Linked DNA regions of Hordeum vulgare: region 1 is linked to region 2. The links are chromatin contacts, called in public Hi-C maps. All regions are on one chromosome and are shown on one strand. The core of a region is the stretch at or near the end of the contact, and the rest is flanking DNA. Distances in the headings are between cores, read along the strand shown.

The links. A called contact is a pair of places that touch in the nucleus more often than the background predicts.
Region 1: a contact with region 2 is called in a Hi-C map of leaf, with 6 times the contacts expected there. The contact joins the promoter of LOC123444398 here to the promoter of LOC123440246 in region 2. A contact is called at or near these places in 4 of 6 Hi-C or Micro-C datasets (leaf and seedling) and 1 of 1 datasets of contacts at active chromatin or transcription factors (embryo).

The regions. Positions count from the first base shown.
Region 1 is chr3H:484,785,334-484,789,729 of MorexV3_pseudomolecules_assembly, reverse strand. LOC123444398 (dynamin-related protein 5A) reads left to right here and starts at 2,995. Exons shown (of 8, transcript XM_045121098.1): 1 at 2,995-3,457; 2 at 3,587-3,778; 3 at 3,877-4,083; 4 at 4,273-4,396. The coding sequence starts at 3,083. It overlaps LOC123444399 (homeobox protein HAZ1-like), which reads left to right. Exons shown (of 9, transcript XM_045121099.1): 9 at 1-269.
Region 2 is chr3H:484,605,226-484,609,089 of MorexV3_pseudomolecules_assembly, reverse strand. LOC123440246 (VQ motif-containing protein 4-like) reads left to right here and starts at 1,928. Exons shown (of 1, transcript XM_045116827.1): 1 at 1,928-3,361. The coding sequence starts at 2,244. The coding sequence ends at 2,960.

The sequences.
Region 1 (4,396 bases), core at 1,746-4,245, 180 kb before region 2:
AAGTACTTCATTGGTTCATCCACAAAAAGGGTTAAGCTGGGTGTAACAGTATTAGCGTAACCTGTAGACTAGTGGACATTAGAATTGTTGTTTGCCATGTTCTTGTATCATCGTGATGGGTAACCGTTCTTTCGATTGTACCTTGTAAGTTGTAGCATGTTGTGAGTTGAGATCTGTTCCTTTCATTTTTACCTGGGAGTTTAATGCAACGAGATCAATCACATTTTATCTAGGATTGTGATATGTAATTTAATTTCACTTTGCCACTAGAGGAGTCCGTTCGTGCTTCTCGGTTTTTTCCTTGCACAAACTGTTTAATCTCTTTAAAGTTAAATCATATTCTAGCTCAGGAGCTATCATTTTTCTTTTCATGTATCCCAGGGGAGAACTGTCGGATTTTTCTTATCTTTTGAGAAAAGAACTTTTGAGGGAAGTGTTGTTTTGAGAAAAGAACTTGTGAAGGAAATGTTGGATTTTTCTTCTCCAAGATGGTATTTGTTCGGACAGCTCGGTCTGAACCCGCAAGCCATCCTGTGTTCCTCGGCGGATTTGCTTCCCACAATCGAAACCAAAGCAGGGTGGTTTTGTGGGAGTCTGGACATCAGTCATGTAGGACCCGATCACCCGTCGTGTACGTACTGTTTTTTGCGGCAAAATCTCTCTTTCTCAACCCTTTCCTCTTTCATCCCGTCACTCCTCATCTCAAGCCTCGCCTTATTTCGCCATCGTCGTTGCATAGACCCCGTACGAAAAGCTTGTCAGAGACTATGGTTGAGGATCCGGCGACGACCGCCTGCAAGATCAACTCGGTGACACTTCAAGATCGCTTGCTCAGACATAAGGAAAAGGCGGAACCGACCAAGAAGGGAAAGCCGACGGAGGTGGTGGTCGCGGCGATGGACGTGCAAAGGGCGGGCGTGGTGCAGGGTGAGGCCAGGGACACGGGCCGTCGTCGCCGTAGGTGTCCGTGCAAACGTTGTCCTGGACGGAGCAATACAAGGCTCCCTAACACCGCCCATCAGCTTTATATGCAGGCCCCGACATCTGTCATTGGGCACGTTCCTTATTGTGTCGAATCAATGCGGCACCACTGCTTTTCCGAGCGTCTGCATCGTCGCAGCTTTTTCGCTCACGGGCCCGGCATTGAGGTGGATGTGGAGGCTGCTTCAAGGACATGTAGGTGGATGACTCAGAATCCATGCAACCGGGCACATACACCTAGTCAGGCATGCATCCAGGCACGTACATCAAGTCTCATACGTACTGGATGACTCGGAGTCCACGCAGCCAGACACGTACACCCAATCAGGCATGTAGTCGGCACGTACACATAGCTATATTTGGCCACCGGCTAGCAGGAGGAGGAGGAGGAGGGCGATGACGACCTTGATCCGACTCAATTTGCTACTGATCCAAAGAAAAAGGATAGGGGAGAAAGCTTCAACATGAGGGAGGACGAGTTGTTGTGTCATGTATGGTGGCCACTACCATCGATCCAATCCATGATAAAGAGCAAAAAGGCTCAACATTTTGGGCCTACATTCACACTTGGTTCCACGAACACAAACATTTCGAGCCCTACGCCGACGAACTCATTCGCAACCGTGGGTGAATTCTCTCAAACCACCGATGGTACATCATCCAAGAGTCAGTGTCCAAGTATTGTTGCCACTTGAAGCAACTCATCGGACAATGACCAAGTGGTGCGCAAATCTCCGAGCAAGTAGGTTGTCATATGTGTTGATATTTTGGGCGGGTATGTAAATTGTTGCTCGGGTATGTAAATTGTTGCTCGGATATGTAACTTGTTGGACGAATATGCTCTATATTTTGGTCACCTGGCCAAATCAGATATGTAACTTGTTGACAATGTTTTACTCTTTAGCCTTCTCGCGCATGCAATTTGTTCATGAAGTTGAAGAAGAAGAACTTTGTTGTCTTGCCCTGTTGGTTGAAATTGAATGGGCAACCCAAATGAAATGTATTCATTGCTAACTCCGTCATGACCGTCGACATGGACACCGAGAAAGAAACACGTGATCAAACCAACCCAACAAAAGAGTCGTCCAAAAAGGTTAGAAGAGTGTTTCAAGGAAAGAAGTGGGAGGAGGAGAAGGCGAAGCGAGAAGGGCGACAACCAAGATGATGGAGAGGTACAAGGACATGTTAGCGAAGAAGGAGTAGGCATTTGTCAAGAGCCCTGACATCAAGGAGGCATGTAAGGCCGAGAGGTTTACCATATCGATGGCGGCAACCGAGAGAAAGCTCAAGCTTGGAGAGAAGAAAGCCATGCTCGATGAGAAGAAGATTAAGATTGCACCACTTTGGAGGATGCGAAGATATTGACCTTTTAAATGGAGGAATTATATGATGATGCCAGACTAATCATGAAAGCCGCCAGTCTTAGGATATTGAAGCACACAAATGGTTATCTCGAGAGGGAGAGAAAGGGACGATCGAGAAGGCGGCAACGACACAGTGAGCGTGGAGGCTTAGATTGCCGGTCGGGCAAGGCAAACATCTATTTTATGCATTGAATGCCGGTACGATATTTTTTATGACCGGGCATGTAAAATCTATGCATATTTGTCTCTTTTTGGTTTGTGGTCAGCGCACGCTACGTGATCGGGCAGATTTGAATTCAAAATAATTAAACTTGAGCGGACATTTAAGAGACATCTTTGGATGATTGGCTCTTGCATCATTGTTTATGGACTGGTTTCAACCGTTCCATACAGTCCGTAGACCTGTACGGTGTCCTGATTTAGGGATCGGCGTTGAGATTAGGGAGTAATAGTTCTTTGTGGGCTACTGGGCTTGTACCTTGAATACACAAGTCCACTTTCAACGGTTGGATGGGCTGGACCCGTGACCTCGATGCGATCAGGAGGGAGGAGCCGAGGAGGCGTCGAAGACACGATTCGAGATCGGCCCATCTCCTGTATAATATAAAGAAATATCACGATCCCAAACGGCTCTCGCTGTCTCGCACTACAGCCTGTACTCTGCAACCCTTTCCCACACCTCTCCGGCATTTCAAATTCAAACCCCGCCGTCTCCGCTTCCACTGGCTCCCCCACCCATGGCGACCAACGCCCTCCTCTCTCCGGCGGCGGGCAGGACGCCGAACCCCAAGGCCACCCCTTCCCCGTCCGCCCGCCGAACCGTGGCGGATTCGGCCTCGGCCGCGGCGGCGGCGGCCGCCGCCGCGTCGGACACCAAGGCCCGGTTCGAGGCCTACAACCGGCTGCAGGCGGCGGCCGTGGCGTTCGGGGAGAAGCTCCCGATTCCGGAGATAGTGGCGATAGGGGGCCAGTCGGACGGCAAGAGCTCGCTCCTGGAGGCGCTCCTCGGCTTCCGCTTCAACGTCCGGGAGGTCGAGATGGGCACCCGCCGCCCCCTCGTCCTCCAGATGGTCCACGACCCCACCGCCCTCGATCCCCGCTGCCGCTTCCAGGTGCGTGCACTGCCCCGCTTCACCTCTTCTAGGGTTTCCCCCCCTTCGTTCCCCTCACAGATCGAGTCTGGTGCTCCTGGTAAACGCGTGCGAGCGGCTGATTAGCGTGGGTTGTGCGGCGCATCGCAGGAGGAGGACTCGGAGGAGTACGGCCACCCCATGGTGCAGGCCGCGGCCATAGCCGACCTCATCAAGCAGCGCACCGAGTCGCACCTACGGACGATCAAGGCCGCCGTCTCGCCCAAGCCCATCGTCATGAGGGCCGAGTACGCGCACTGCCCCAACCTCACCATCATCGACACCCCAGGTTTCGTGCTTAAGGTAGGCAGCGGTGAATTGTGGGCTTCCACTTCCCAACAAAGTGCAGTGGTTGTTTGGTCTGTTTGTCAGCTGGTTGATGGAATTCCTGACCGCTGTAGGCCAAGAAAGGTGAGCCGGAGAGGACGCCTGAGGAGATCCTGTCGATGGTGAAGACACTAGCGAGCCCGCCCCACCGCCTCATTCTGTTCCTCCAGCAGAGCAGCGTCGAGTGGTGCTCTTCGCTCTGGCTCGATGCAATCAGAGAGATCGATCCCACTTTCAGGCGCACCATGATAGTCATCTCCAAGTTTGACAACCGACTCAAGGTATGCTTGCCAGCCTGCAGAACAATCAGTACACTGTGAGGTTCAATAGCTTCTTCACTGTAAATTGTGAAATGAAATTGGTACTGTGTCTTATGATGTTGTCGCCTATTTTGATCATTTCAAGGAATTTACTGAAATGAAATTGGTATCGTGTCTTACGATATTGTTGCCTGTTTTGATCATTTCAAGGAATTTACCGAAAGGTGGGAGGTCGATAGCTACCTGAGCGCAAGCGGTTACCTTGGGGACAATATCCACCCATTCTTTGTGGCTCTTCCAAAGGACCGAGGAACCATCTCCAATGACGAGTTCC
Region 2 (3,864 bases), core at 679-3,178:
ATCGGTTCCGAAGTCGATCCTCTCGTGTCGGGTAGCTCCTCCACCCGATCGAGCGTCCAGCCTGACAGAATGAGCTCTCCTTGGGAATCCGTGGTGTATTCTAGGCCTCCAAAGGTCACGATCTCATCCGGGGCGTAGTTCTCAACGGAGGCCAGATGGCCGGTTGAATCGGCGTCGAAGGTCATGCTATCGAACACGAAAAGTTGCCCGAGGACGTAAACATTCCCGTAGTCGTTGACGTAGTTAATCTGCACATGAGCCATCGACCCTTTTGTCGATCTCAGAGCATAACTCTCAATGAAAGTACTAGTGTCAGTTTGAAAACCGACAAACCTCGGGATAGGGGGTCCTGAGCTGTGGATCTCGAACGGATGGTAACAGGAACAAGGAGACGATGTTTACCCAGGTTCGGTCCCTCTTGATGGAGGTAAAACCCTATGCCATACTCTTGTTGATATTGATGATGAAGTATCGAGTACAAGCTTGATCTACCTCGAGATCATAAGTAGTGTTCTAACCCTAAGGCTAGATGAATGATATTGTGTTGATGTATATCCCTTCTACGGGCGAACCCTGTGGCTTATATACACACAGAGTAGGGTATATAGGGTCACAAGGTCGGTATCTTGGCATGGAGGTGGCAGGAGAAGTCTTGGAGTGTACGTCAAGCCTTCGACAGATGCAGTCCCGATCATGCCCCATCGTGGAGCTTTCGGAGTCCATATTGAGAAAGAGGAGGACTCGTCGGCCCAATCCGAGGAGCCTAGGCCGACTAGGTTAGTACCCCCTAGTCTAGGACACCATCAATAGTCATCAACTGAATCGTAAAGTAGTCAAAGGATATGTGTCTACATGACCTTATCAACCAGGGACCATTAGAACGATCATCATACAATATGTAGTTTCACAAACAAGTCACATACTTATTGATACATATCGGTGATGAAGTTCAAGGACAATACAGAAGGCTCATGAATACATACGAAAATATCATCATCACATGATTGCCTCTAGAGCATATCTCCAACAACATTGTCATGTGTGTTACTCTCGTTCTTCCCAAGCGCACCATCTCCTTCCTCCGAACTACCTCCACCATGGCTCTTCTTCTAGTTGTCGCAAGGCCGGCTAGCTACATGCGACATAGGCAGGGGCACGGTGTTGCAAGGGCAGCGTGGCACATCGTCGAGCAGCCCAAGCTGCATCCGTCACGAGTGAAAGATGTGGCTGACGCCAGACACAGTTGCATCTCGCACGACATTGAGCTGTGACAGATGGTCGATGCAGTTGTAACTGGCACGATGCCAAGCCGCATTCGACAAGGATGTTACCAACATAGGATCCTGGAACCAACCGACGAGAGTGTTGGAACGGTTGTTGGCGTGTGCTGCAAACAAGACAATGCGAGCTAATCGACGAGGACGAGAACGGTGACCGAGCATCACAAGGTGGAGCGTGATGCATCTGGCGTGTAAGGATGCTACAAAGTCGTGTGGTTGTTTTCATCGGTGCTTTGGTTCAGGCCATGTCGCTCGTCGATGACCCCGGTGGTCGATGTACAATGAGTTTGTTGCAGGTCGGGGATACGTTTGTGCCGCGATCGCCTGAGGTTGGCGGTGGTCGACGGACGGCTAGCGTCACAGGTGGGCGGCGTGCCGGCGACGCGGCTAGCGCTGGGCAGCAACAACACGATCTAGGACCAGGCTGAATTGGAAGGAGAGGGAGCGAAGCAACTGCAATTAGTTTTTCTTTTTGTTTATTTCATTCATGATAAAAGGGGAGAAGAGGGTATCCAACGGTCCGTGTTTGTTCGATCATGCGGCTGTGCCGCGATCGGTCGGGGCTTGCGCCGGTCGACCGGCGGCTAGCGTCGCCCGTTGAGGATGTGTCTACAAATGATGCCGCACCAGCAGCACACTGGCCAACACAGCCGAGTGCGTATATGTGGAAAAGAAAGAGGAAAAAGACGAGAGAAAATTGAGAAACCCCAGCAAGAAAAGGCACAAAAGCTGAAGTAACGGACGTGAAAGCATCCGTCCAAAGTCAAGTTCACACCAAACAACAATGCATCTCTAACCTCCCTCCCCCCCTCTCCCCTCCCCTCTCTCTTCTTAACCAACCTCCCCACCCTTTTTCCTCGCTTCAAATCCTCTTCCTCCATCTCCATCTCCATCTCCTCCTCGCCCCCGAGAAGCTCACACATCCCATCCCATCCCATAACCATACGCAGACACAAGGCTTCAATGGAGCCGTGCACCAAGCAGTTCCTCCCGATGCCTCCGCAGGACCCCAACTCCCCGTCGTCGTCCACCTCCTCTTCCTCCTCCTCCTCCACCTCGCCGTCCCACCCCTACCACCGCGCCCAGCCGCCGCACAACCTTCCGCCCTCCCCCAGGCCCGTCCCCCGCACCATCGAGACCACCCCTTTCCCCACCACCTTCGTCCAGGCCGACACCACCTCCTTCAAGCAGGTCGTCCAGATGCTCACCGGCTCCGAGCAGTCCTCCAAGAACGCCGCCGCGGCGGGCAGCGGCAGCGCCGGGAACCAGGCGGCGAGCGGGAGCGGGAGCGGGAGCGGCCCGTGCCGCCCGAAGAAGCCGTCCTTCAAGCTGTACGAGCGGCGGAGCAGTCTCAAGAACCTCAAGATGATCGCACCGCTGGCCATGGGGGCGCCGCCGTCGCCGTCGACGAGGAACGCCTCCGCCGCGCCGGAGATCCTCTCGCCGAGCGTCCTCGACTTCCCGTCCCTCAAGCTCAGCCCGGTCACCCCGCTCACCGGCGACCCCTTCTACCCCTCGCCGGCCTCGTCCTCGGGGGACGCCGCAGAGCGCGCGGCCATCGCCGACAAGGGCTTCTTCTTCCACCCATCGCCGCGTGGCGCCGAGCCGCCGCGCCTCCTGCCGCTCTTCCCCGTCAGCTCCCCCAGGATGGCCGCGTCCGCGGCGGCGCCGGCCGAGTGACCCTCAGCATCCACCTCTGCGCGCGCCTCCCGGCGTCAGGCTCTGTTCGGAGACGCTCCACTCCAGGCTCTGGGAGCAGAGTTGGCAGAGCTGTAGTTCAAATATGAGAGCTGTAGTTTCCCAGCTCCGCAGATTCCGGTAGCTTGTGGGTTACCGAACAGGGCCTAAGTAACCTACCTACGACTACTATCGCCGCCACCGCCGTCGCTGTATCGCCGTCCTTTCTTGGCTGTTCTAGTTTCATAGTAAGGTGTTTGCCGTGTCGTTCTTCGCCGGCGACGGCGCCGGCGCCGGCGCTGTTGTAATTTTTGCTCCCTTCTTGAAAGGAAGAGGGGGGTTGGTTCGTTCTCTTTTGGGGCCGCGACTCCTTTCATCGATTAATTAAAGCTTAAAAATTCCGACCTTGCCGTGCCAGATCTTTTCCCAGTTGTGACTCTTCTTCTCCTGGCTTGCCATTTCCGTTTCATGTTTGCTGGTTCAGTTGCTGTTTGGATTGCTCTTCTTCGACTTGCGTCCGCGCTCGTAAATACGACCTTGTAATCTTGTGGGAAGGAGTGGCGCATGTGCATGCATATGGCCTGAAGCTGCTGCTATAATTGTCCAAAATCCGGTGTCCGCTGCTGCAATCCAAGTTGAAGTATATTTGGAAACATGCCTCGAGTCTTCTTCTCTGGTAGTATGCTCACATCACGCAGTATGACTGACGGTATACAAGGAAGTACACAAAATAGCATGGGAATGCTTGCTGCAAAAAAAGTTCAAATTCTGCTGACGAGCTGTGCTGCCTGCGTTTGGCACTTTTCAGCCTTGAACCAGCAGCCCTCGAGGCAGGATGTAGACCTGGATCATCTGCCCCATGTTTCGCAGCTAGAGTACCAACCACGCCAGGATTCGCAGCTAGAGT